2 separate regions of the Sus scrofa genome follow, and region 2 is linked to region 1. The links are chromatin contacts, called in public HiChIP or PLAC-seq maps. All regions are on one chromosome and are shown on one strand. The core of a region is the stretch at or near the end of the contact, and the rest is flanking DNA. Distances in the headings are between cores, read along the strand shown.

What was found. HiChIP or PLAC-seq counts read pairs in DNA pulled down with a chosen protein or histone mark.
Region 2: a contact with region 1 is called in an H3K27ac HiChIP or PLAC-seq map of alveolar macrophages. The contact joins the promoter of TBC1D10A here to the promoter of CASTOR1 in region 1. A contact is called at or near these places in 12 of 47 Hi-C or Micro-C datasets (alveolar macrophages, blood, epiblast stem cells and 8 more) and 2 of 2 datasets of contacts at active chromatin or transcription factors (alveolar macrophages and skeletal muscle).

The regions. Positions count from the first base shown.
Region 1 is chr14:47,265,079-47,269,868 of Sscrofa11.1, reverse strand. It overlaps CASTOR1 (GATS-like protein 3), which reads left to right and starts at 3,140. Exons shown (of 7, transcript XM_021072302.1): 1 at 3,140-3,424; 2 at 4,009-4,079. The coding sequence starts at 3,312. It overlaps TBC1D10A (TBC1 domain family member 10A), which reads left to right. Exons shown (of 9, transcript XM_021072299.1): 9 at 1-782. The coding sequence ends at 426.
Region 2 is chr14:47,300,057-47,304,213 of Sscrofa11.1, reverse strand. TBC1D10A (TBC1 domain family member 10A) reads left to right here and starts at 2,674. Exons shown (of 9, transcript XM_021072299.1): 1 at 2,674-2,970. The coding sequence starts at 2,762.

The DNA of each region.
Region 1 (4,790 bases), core at 1,891-4,390:
CGCTGGCAGGAGACCCGGGGTGAACTGCAGTGCCACTCGTCGCCCAGGCTGCACGGCGCCAAGGCCATCCTGGAGGCAGAGCCTGGCCCATGGCCCACCTTGCAGCCTTCACCATCCATCCGCCTGCCTCCGGACGCCCCCCTCCCTGGCTCCAAAGGCAAGTCCAAGCCATCCAAGCAGGTCCAGAAGGAGCAGAAGGAACAGCGGAAGCAGGCGAAGGCGAGTGGGCAGCCAGACAAGCCCACAACCACAAGTCAAGCCAAAGTGGTGGCCGCTGCTGGAGATGCATGTCCCCCACAGGATGTGCCCTCGAAGGACCCAGGCCACCAGGACCCAGCCCCTCAAGACTCAGCTCCCCAGGACACAGCCCACCACCGCTCCCAGGAGAGCCTGACATCCCAGGAGAGTGAGGACACCTACTTGTAACCATGGCAGCTCAGGCCCCGGGGCTGGGGTCTCCACACACCTATACAGTACATGGACTGACTTCAGGGCCTGCCCACCCTCTGAGGGCCCGGTCGCCTGGTCGGCAGGGAGTCTGGCTGGCCCAGCACAGATTCTGCCTGAGCCTCCTTATTTATTTTCTCCAGAGTGGAGCTTGGGCAGGCCCAGCTGGGGCAGGCAGAAGTGGGTGAGGCCTTGTTTGGCCCCCTCCTCCTGGAGGCATGTTCTCCGGGACCAGGGCACTGATGTGAGGGGAGAGGGAGGGATAAAGGGTGGGGTGCTCTTTGTGTAAAATAGAAACATGGTTTTGTACAGAAATAAACAGGCTTGTGTAGAGAGCTGGTGTGCAGCTAGGGACTGGAGAGGGGGGTCTGTTCCCCGACCCCCGCTGTGCTCAGCATTCTTCTCCATACCCTGCAGAGGCCCCATCCTGGTCCTAGTGCAGCACTAGAGCCTTTCTGGGAAGTACCTTTGCCAGAGGGGAGGCCAAATCTAGGGCCCGCTCCTATTCCTGGCCCCTGTATCCTCTTATCCTGTCCCCTCTGACCCATGTTCACCATCTGCCATGGATGAGGGTCACTAGTGCTGGGGCAGAGCAGAGCCTGCTCCCCAGGCCTTGATCCCTGCCCATCACCGAAGGGGAGGGGTTCCTTAGGGAGGTCCTTTTAAGGGTCTTCCTCTTCTAAGGTCTAGCCTGGATGCTATTTTGGACCCCAATAAGGTAATGAGTATTCATTCTGGGTTGGGTGCTGGTGCCAAGAGTGAGGGATCATGAATGCCCTCACATGCTCATCCCAGGCCTCCATCAAAAGCAAAGGGGTGTGGGGCCAAATCTGTATCTTTGATGAAAGGCTACCTGCCATGTAGCATATGCCAGGCTGGGCTGGTTGTGTCACATGCCTGATCAGGTAGGTTTTATTATTGTCCCCCTTTTATGGATAAGGAAACAGGAGCTAAGTGGGAAAAATGAAGCTGATCCAGATTTGTACCCAGAGCCCCCAACTACCTCTCCTGACTTTGCCATTGAAGGCCCAAGTTGGCAGTAGTGTCATAGCTGATGACTGGCAAGGGTGAGGACAGGGTGTCCCTGGGAGAGGCCCCCCTTCTGCTGAGGAAGCAGCTTTTCCAGTCAAACAATAGTGACTGTTCTTGGCTGGCCACCAAGCTGGGCTGGGCAATGGGGGAGCAGGGAGGCAGGACTAGAGCCTCCCTGGGAGCTTTTAAGCATCTCAGGGCCTCAGCCTGGAACATCTTGTCCTGGTACAGCTGGGGATACTGAGGCCTGAGGAGGTCAAGGGTCACATGAATCTGTCAGGGCAAACCACACCCTTCCTACCTCCTGCCCCTTACCCCTGTGGCTTCCTACCCCATGTACACCTGCCGTCAACCAGATGAGGGGCTCAGCCTCCTGAGGACACCTCCCACCCCCTGGCCCTCTAGGGGTCTGGCCAGGATGTGGTGGCTGCAGTGTTCCAGCAGAACCCACCAAACTGGTGAGTCCAGGGAGGGAAGGTGCTGCCCCACTACTAGCTGCGTGCAATTGCCGCCACCCCCCACCCCACGCCCGCCCGCCCCAGCAGGTAGGAGGCCTGCTCAGGCCTGCTGGGACCCAATCAGGCCTGAGGCCTGCTTTAACCTGCTTGGTTCAAAGCCTTGGATCTGAGGCCTGAGGATGTGCAGGCCAGGCAAGGGCCCCTGGAACATGTCCCATCCTGCTGGGAAACCAACCTAGGTGTGCTGATGTCTGCTCAGCACTGGGGTCTTTGCAAACCTGAGAGGCCTGAGCAGACCCCAGCCCTAATGTTGAAATGAACCCAAGGTGGCACTAACAAGCTTCAGATCTGGGGGCCTCCTTGGACATGAAACAAGCTTAAATGTGCTCAGGCCCAAGTTCTAATGACTGTAGGCTTTTAAGTCTGACTACACACTGGGCTCTGGATGCATGGCCCTGCCCCCCAAAGTTTGAGCTTTGGGCATTCCTGTCCCAAATACTTAAGTCTTAAGCCTCAAATGTTAGTCCAGACTACCTTCAGCTCCCTACCCTACAGTGTATTGCTCAGAGGTAGCTGGGGCCCTCCCCATCTTTGATTCTGGTGGGGAGCCTTCTACTCTGAAAGGTGGGTGAGAGGAACAGATGTGGGGACCACCAAGTTCAGGTTGGGTTTCATCTTGTTAGCCCACTCACAGGGCTCACAAAGCTTGGAGGGGTTTGTATCAGTGCTATCCTGGGCTGTGGAACTTTTTTCACTGCCACCCCAGCCAGTTCTGGTGGCCCTGCCTCATGCTAAGCCATCAGAGGAAGGAGAGGGAAAGGTGCCAGGACCCTTTATTGGGACAGAACAACAACGTCTCCTAGGTTGCACAGTGGACCCCTACCCACCCATGTTTCAAGGATTTGGGAGCAGTGTTCTGGTCACAGCCGAGCCCCGGTTCATCTTGTGGCCCTCCCAAGCCTTGGTGAACTTAATCAGAAGGCCCTTAGTGCAGAAAAGACCCCAAGCCTCCCCGGGCTCTCCGGAGCAGCTGCGGGAGTCCTGCGGAAAGGGCGGAGCCCGGAGTGGGGGAGAGGCATGGGCGGGGCCTGGAGGACGCGACGGGGGTGGGGTTAGGTGGTGATTCCGGAGCCAATGCCGAAGGGGCGGGGCCATAAGGGGCGGAGTGAGTCTCTAGCGTTACAAGGAGGCGTGGCCACCCTGGATTGGCCCCCAGTCCTGCGCGGCGTGGCCGTCAGGGAGCTGGCGTGGCTGGCGGCTAGGACTCTGCGGCGCAGCGGCTCCTTTAAGCACCTCCCGGCACCGCCCCCGCCGCCCCGCCCCCGGCACGGCCTGGGTCTGTTTGGCCGTGGGGTCGGGTCCGCGCGGACCGCGATGGAGCTGCACATCCTAGAGCACCGGGTGCGGGTGCTGAGCCTCGCCCGGCCCGGTCTCTGGCTCTACACTCACCCACTCATCAAGCTGCTCTTCCTGCCCCGCCGAAGCCGGTGCGCGTCCGGGTCCGGGCACAGAGGGGGGTGGGCTGCACTGTCACTCTGAGATGGGATCGGGAGATTAGGACCTCCGCGGGGCCAGCGGGAGCAGACAGGGAGAGCGCTCCCCGCCCCCCGCTCCCCACCGCCGCCATCCGGCCTGGGCCTACCCTCCCTGGGACCGCCGCCTATCCGGCTCGTGAGGCCCCCTCACAGAGCTTGTTAAGGCGCAGACAGCCTGGGATGGTCAGTGCTTAACTCCTAGTGGTTTCACATGGGGGCATTTCTTCCTGGCAACTTCGGAGAACTTTTTCCAGCTGCCTCTCATCGGGTCAGAGGGGCTGGTCTAAGGGGGCTCGGACGCCCGGGACTGCCGCCTTGGGTGAGCCTCTCCTTCCTCTTGGAATGCTGGGCAGGGGCTTCTGCAGAGATCTGGGCGGAGGAAAACGGTTCGCAATTCTGGAGATGGGGCCCACGCCCCACTGTTCTGGGGAGGAAATTGAGTCTGGAGGGGGCAGGGAGACGCCCAGCCGGGGTGGGGGGTGTCTGCCCGCCCCCTCCGCCCACCCAGGCTGAAGATGCTCCCTGCCCCCACCCAGGTGCAAATTCTTCAGCCTGACGGAGACCCCTGAGGATTACACGCTCATGGTGGACGAGGAGGGCTTCAAAGGTGGGGACTGGGCTGGGGAGGGTGAGTAGGGGAAGGAGGTTGTCCTCCCCTTTTTGCAGGATTCTAAGAGAATGCTAGGATCTAATGTACCAAGAGTTGGGGCCCTGAAGGCAGATGATCTGGGTTCCAGTCCATTTCCACTACTCACTGGCTGTGTGCCCTTGATCAAGTCACTTCCCCTCTCTGAGTTGTTTATTTCGTTTTATGTAAAATGGATATAGTTACGGTTCTGATCTATTTGGCCCCATGAGGGTTTTATAAATGGGGCAGTGTGTAAAGGGCATTTAGCAGCCACAGACCAGCAGCAGGGCCTCAGTTACAGCTCTGGGGCAAGAATCAGGCTTCTGTGGCTGTTCTTGCCCCCCACCCCATTATTTCCCCTTGGGCTTCACTCCCTGGTGTGGGTCACTCCCTCCCTGACTGGTCTGGGAACTCCGAGAGTCTGAGGGTTGGGGAAGGAATGCAGGAGCCGGCAGCCAGCCCAGGGCAGGATCCTACGGGGCCTCCTAGCTGTGTTTGGGCGATTAGCAGCCACCTTGGCTGTGGCCCATGTGCTGGACTGGACACCAGCCTGGTCCCTCCCTGATCCCTGGAGCTGATATCTGGCTTCTCTCCTGCCAGCTTGACCCATCCTTACAGGCCTGGAGTCTCTGGCCAGCCAGCTGGGGCTCCCTCCCTCCCCTACAGGGCTACTTAGTTTCCCTATTTATG
Region 2 (4,157 bases), core at 1,425-3,924, 35 kb before region 1:
CTACTCTGGCCCACCTGGGAGCTGGGACTGAGAGCTCACCACTATGGGGCTGCAAGAGAGGTGGGACATGTCCTTCCAGACAGCGAGTTTAAGACCAAAATAGCCTGTGCCCACACTTGTGTCTGCTGTTGCTCTGTTTGTGGAAACCCCCAAGCCTATGGAATGTCAAGACTGCACAGAGAAGTCTTCAAGAATGTCTGGTCCACATGGCGTCAAGGAAACGGCTGGTGAAATCACTCAGGGCTAAGACTCCCCCTTTTGGGGCTGCTTGGGGCCCCTTAACAGGCTGTCCTAGACTCTGCCACTCAGGCGTGGCTCTTCCACGCTCTGGACCTGTCTCATCCACAGGACTACAGGGGAGAGTCAGATGATAGCATGGTTGTGATTTATGAGCTGTAAAGTACTGGACATAAGTGAAGAGCTATCGTTATGACTCTATGAGTTGATAATCCCTAGGGTCAGAAGTAGGCTGCTGAGAGCTAAGTCTTTATAGATACAATTGGCTCATGCTTCCCAATAGAAGCTGTTGGTAAGAGCTAGGTTCAAATCCTGGCTCTTCCACAAGCTAGTTTTTTTTGTTTTTTTTTTTTTTTGTTTTTGTTTTTTGTCTTTTTGCTATTTTTGGGGGCCACTCCCATGGCATATGGTGGTTCCCAGGCTAGGGGTCTAATCGGAGCTGTAGCCACTGATCTACGCCAGAGCCACAGCAACGCGGGATCCGAGCCGCGTCTGCAACCTACACCACAGCTCACGGCAACACCGGATCCTTAACCCACTGAGCAAGAGCAGGGACCGAACCCGAAACCTCATGGTTCCTAGTCGGATTCGTTAACCACTGCGCCACGACGGAACTCCCACAAGCTAGTTTTTGCACTTCAGGCAGCTGACTTCCCTGCACCTCAGTTTCTTTAACTGTAAAACGGGGCTAAAATTAGTATCTAACTCATTGCTAAAAGATTACATGCAATAGGAGTTCCTGTGTTGCTCAGTGGCAACAAACTCGACTAGAATCCATGAGGATGTGGGTTCCATCCCTGGCCTCGCTCACTGGTTTAAGAATCAGCAGGCATTGTGGTGAGCTGTGGTGCTGGTCTGCAGATGGGATGCCGAGTTGCTGTGGCTGCACGGTAGGCCAGCAGCTACAGCTCGGATTAGACCCCTAGCCTGGGAACTTCATTATTCTGCAGGTATGGCCCTAAAAAAAGACAAAACGAAACAAAAACTTCTACCCAGGTGTTCATAGCATCACTATTCACAATCACTAAAAGTATAAACAAAGTGTCCATCCACAGATGAGTGGATTAAAAAAGTCCATACAATGGAATAGTTTTTGGCTTTGAAAAGGAATGAAGAATTGATACATACTACAACATGGATGACTCTTGAAAACATGTGGGGTGATAGAAGCCAGACACAAAGCCCACATACATATGATTTCATTTATATGAAATGTCCAGAAAAAAACAGAACTTTGGAGACAATTAGCAGTTGCCAGGGAGTGGGGGAGGAAGGATGGGGAGTGACTGACTGCTAATGGATAGGAATTGCTTTATGTCTAACCCATGGCATATGGAAGTTCCCAGGCTAGGGATTGAATTGGAGTTACAGCTGCCAGCATAGGTCACAGCAATGCAGAATTCGAGCCGTGTGTGCAGTCTTTACCACAGCTCACCTGTACTTAAGTGAGGAGCTATCATTATGACTCTGTGAGTTGATATCCCTTAACCCACTGAAGGAGGCCAGGGATAAAATCCTCATGGATCCTAGTTGAGTTTGTTAACTGGTGAGCCAAGACAGAAACCCCTGGATAGGAATTTCTTTTTGGGGTGATGAAAATGTTCTAAAGTTAGATTATGGTGATGGTTGCACAGCTTTATAAATATGCTTAAAACATTGAATTATACTCTTTAAACAGGTGATTTTTCTCAAGGCTGATGGAAAAATACAAATTACAAAAGATAGTAGGTAGAACTTGGGGCAGTGAGTGGCTCAATAGACAATGGTCATTATTCTTATTAACTAGGTCTCCCTATTTTTTTGTTTGTTTGTTTGTTTGTTTGTTTTTGGTCTGGCCGCGGCAAACAAAATTTCCTGGGCCAGGGATCGCTACAGCAGCGACAACGCCAGTTCCTTAACCCGCCAGATCCTTAATCAGGGAACTCCCAGTCTCCCTAACTTAAAGCCCCAGAAGCAGTTGGGGTGGGGGACTGCTGAACTTCAGCTCGGCCTAGGTTTTAAGTCGCTGAGAGTCGCTGGGAGAATCCCAGAACCACCGCGGGTCTCCTCGGAGCTTCTCGAATGGGTGAAGCAATCCTCACTCACGTCCCTGGGGTCTCGCGGGGGTGGGGGGTGCTTGGAAGGCAGATGCGGAATTCCCAACGGACGACTTCGGCCTCAGCTGGCACCGCGCTGCAGGTGACTGGCTGGGTCGCGGCTAACCCGGAAAGGCCAGAGGAGCTCTTTCAGGTGAGCTCTCGTGATTGGCAGCCCAGGGGGGAAGGGCTTCGGGAGACGGCTGCCCCGCCCCCTCACGTCGGGCCGGTTGGCGCCAGCCTGGGGGAGGTGGGCGGGCCCTGGGGGTCCACGGCGCCCATTGGGTGTGGAGGGGAGGGAACGCCGGGGAAGGCCTAGGGCCCCGCCCCCGGATTTGCTGCGACCAATGGGCGCGGCACGTGGGCGGGGCGTCGGCGGCAGTCGGGCGGCTGAGGCGGCTGAGGTGGCTGAGGTGGCCGCTGAAGCTGAGGCAGCGGGCGCGGCCGGGATGGCGAAGAGCAGCGGAGAAAACGGGCCGCGCGCTTCCGCAGCCAGGGGGAGCCTGTCGGGGACCCGAGAGAGCCTGGCCCCGGGCCCCGACGCCGCAACGGCCGATGAACTCAGCTCTCTCGGCTCGGACTCAGAGGCCAACGGCTTCGCTGAGCGCCGCATCGACAAGTTCGGCTTCATCGTGGGCTCGCAAGGCGCCGAGGGCGCGTGAGTATGGCTGGGGGCCGGGGCCCGGGGCCGGGGGCGGGCGCGGGACCTGAGAGGAGGGCCTCGACGCGGACCGAGCCGCTCTCAGGAAGGACCGACGTGTCTCAACCAGGAACCAGCGACCCTTATCTCCCTTGCCCCACCCCCACCTCCCCCCAGGCGGATTGACCCGCTTTCACCCTGGAGCCTACTTTGGAGCCTGGGACACGCAGGCCAACCTCACCTCTCCTGCTCGCACCTCCAGACAGACTGACCCGCCCCCAGGAAGGGCTCTCCTCACAACTGCGGACAGATTGACACCTGTCCCAACCCCATCACTACCACCCTCGCCTTAGGGTTGATTGACTTTGCCACCCTGGGCAGGCTCACAGGTGGCCGCCCTTCCCCCAACAGGCCGATGTTCTCCATGCCCCCCCGCCCCGCCCCCGACCCGCAGATGCCCTTGTTTTAGCAGCCCACTACCCTCATATCAGGGGTATACCTTAGGCAGACTTCAGAGGGACAGACTTCTCTGCCCACACTACATTCCAGGACAGACTGACCCTCACCTCAAGACACACAGACCTCTGAATAGACTGATATTTGTCAGTTCCCTCCTTCTTTGGGACAGACAGTCCCTTCCCCTCATGGAAGGGTCAGAGCAGAGCGTGTTCCCCTCTCCCCTCAGAGGCAGATTTCTCCCTGTCATTAGCAACAGGTGGGCAGACACTCCCCCTTTCCAGTACCCACAAGGTGATGGTACCTCATCTTCAGAATAGACTGTCTTTGTGGATGGTGTGGAAACATGCACCTCCTCTCCAAACACAGACTGGGGTTGGGGGGGCAGCAGCAGGAGACAGCAGGGTCCAGGCTCTTAGCACACCCAGATCCCCTGTACCCAGGCACCCAGCTGGCAGGCAGAGAAATGTGGGGCAGGGAAGCAGCACCTTCCCTTTAAGTGGGGTAAATTGAGCAGCCACATAGAACTCCTTGAGCCTAGTCCTCACAGAGATCATATGTATGGGTTGGTGATCCCTTTAGGAAGGATGGACTCTTGATCCCACTCCCATCCTCCTGTCCTGTCACATGAGACCAATGTTGTGCACAAAATTGACAAATCTCCCTTGCAATGGGCCTCCTCTTCAACAGAGAGCCCCATACAATCACTTGTGGGAGCCCACAGGACTCAGCCATGACCCTACTCCAGA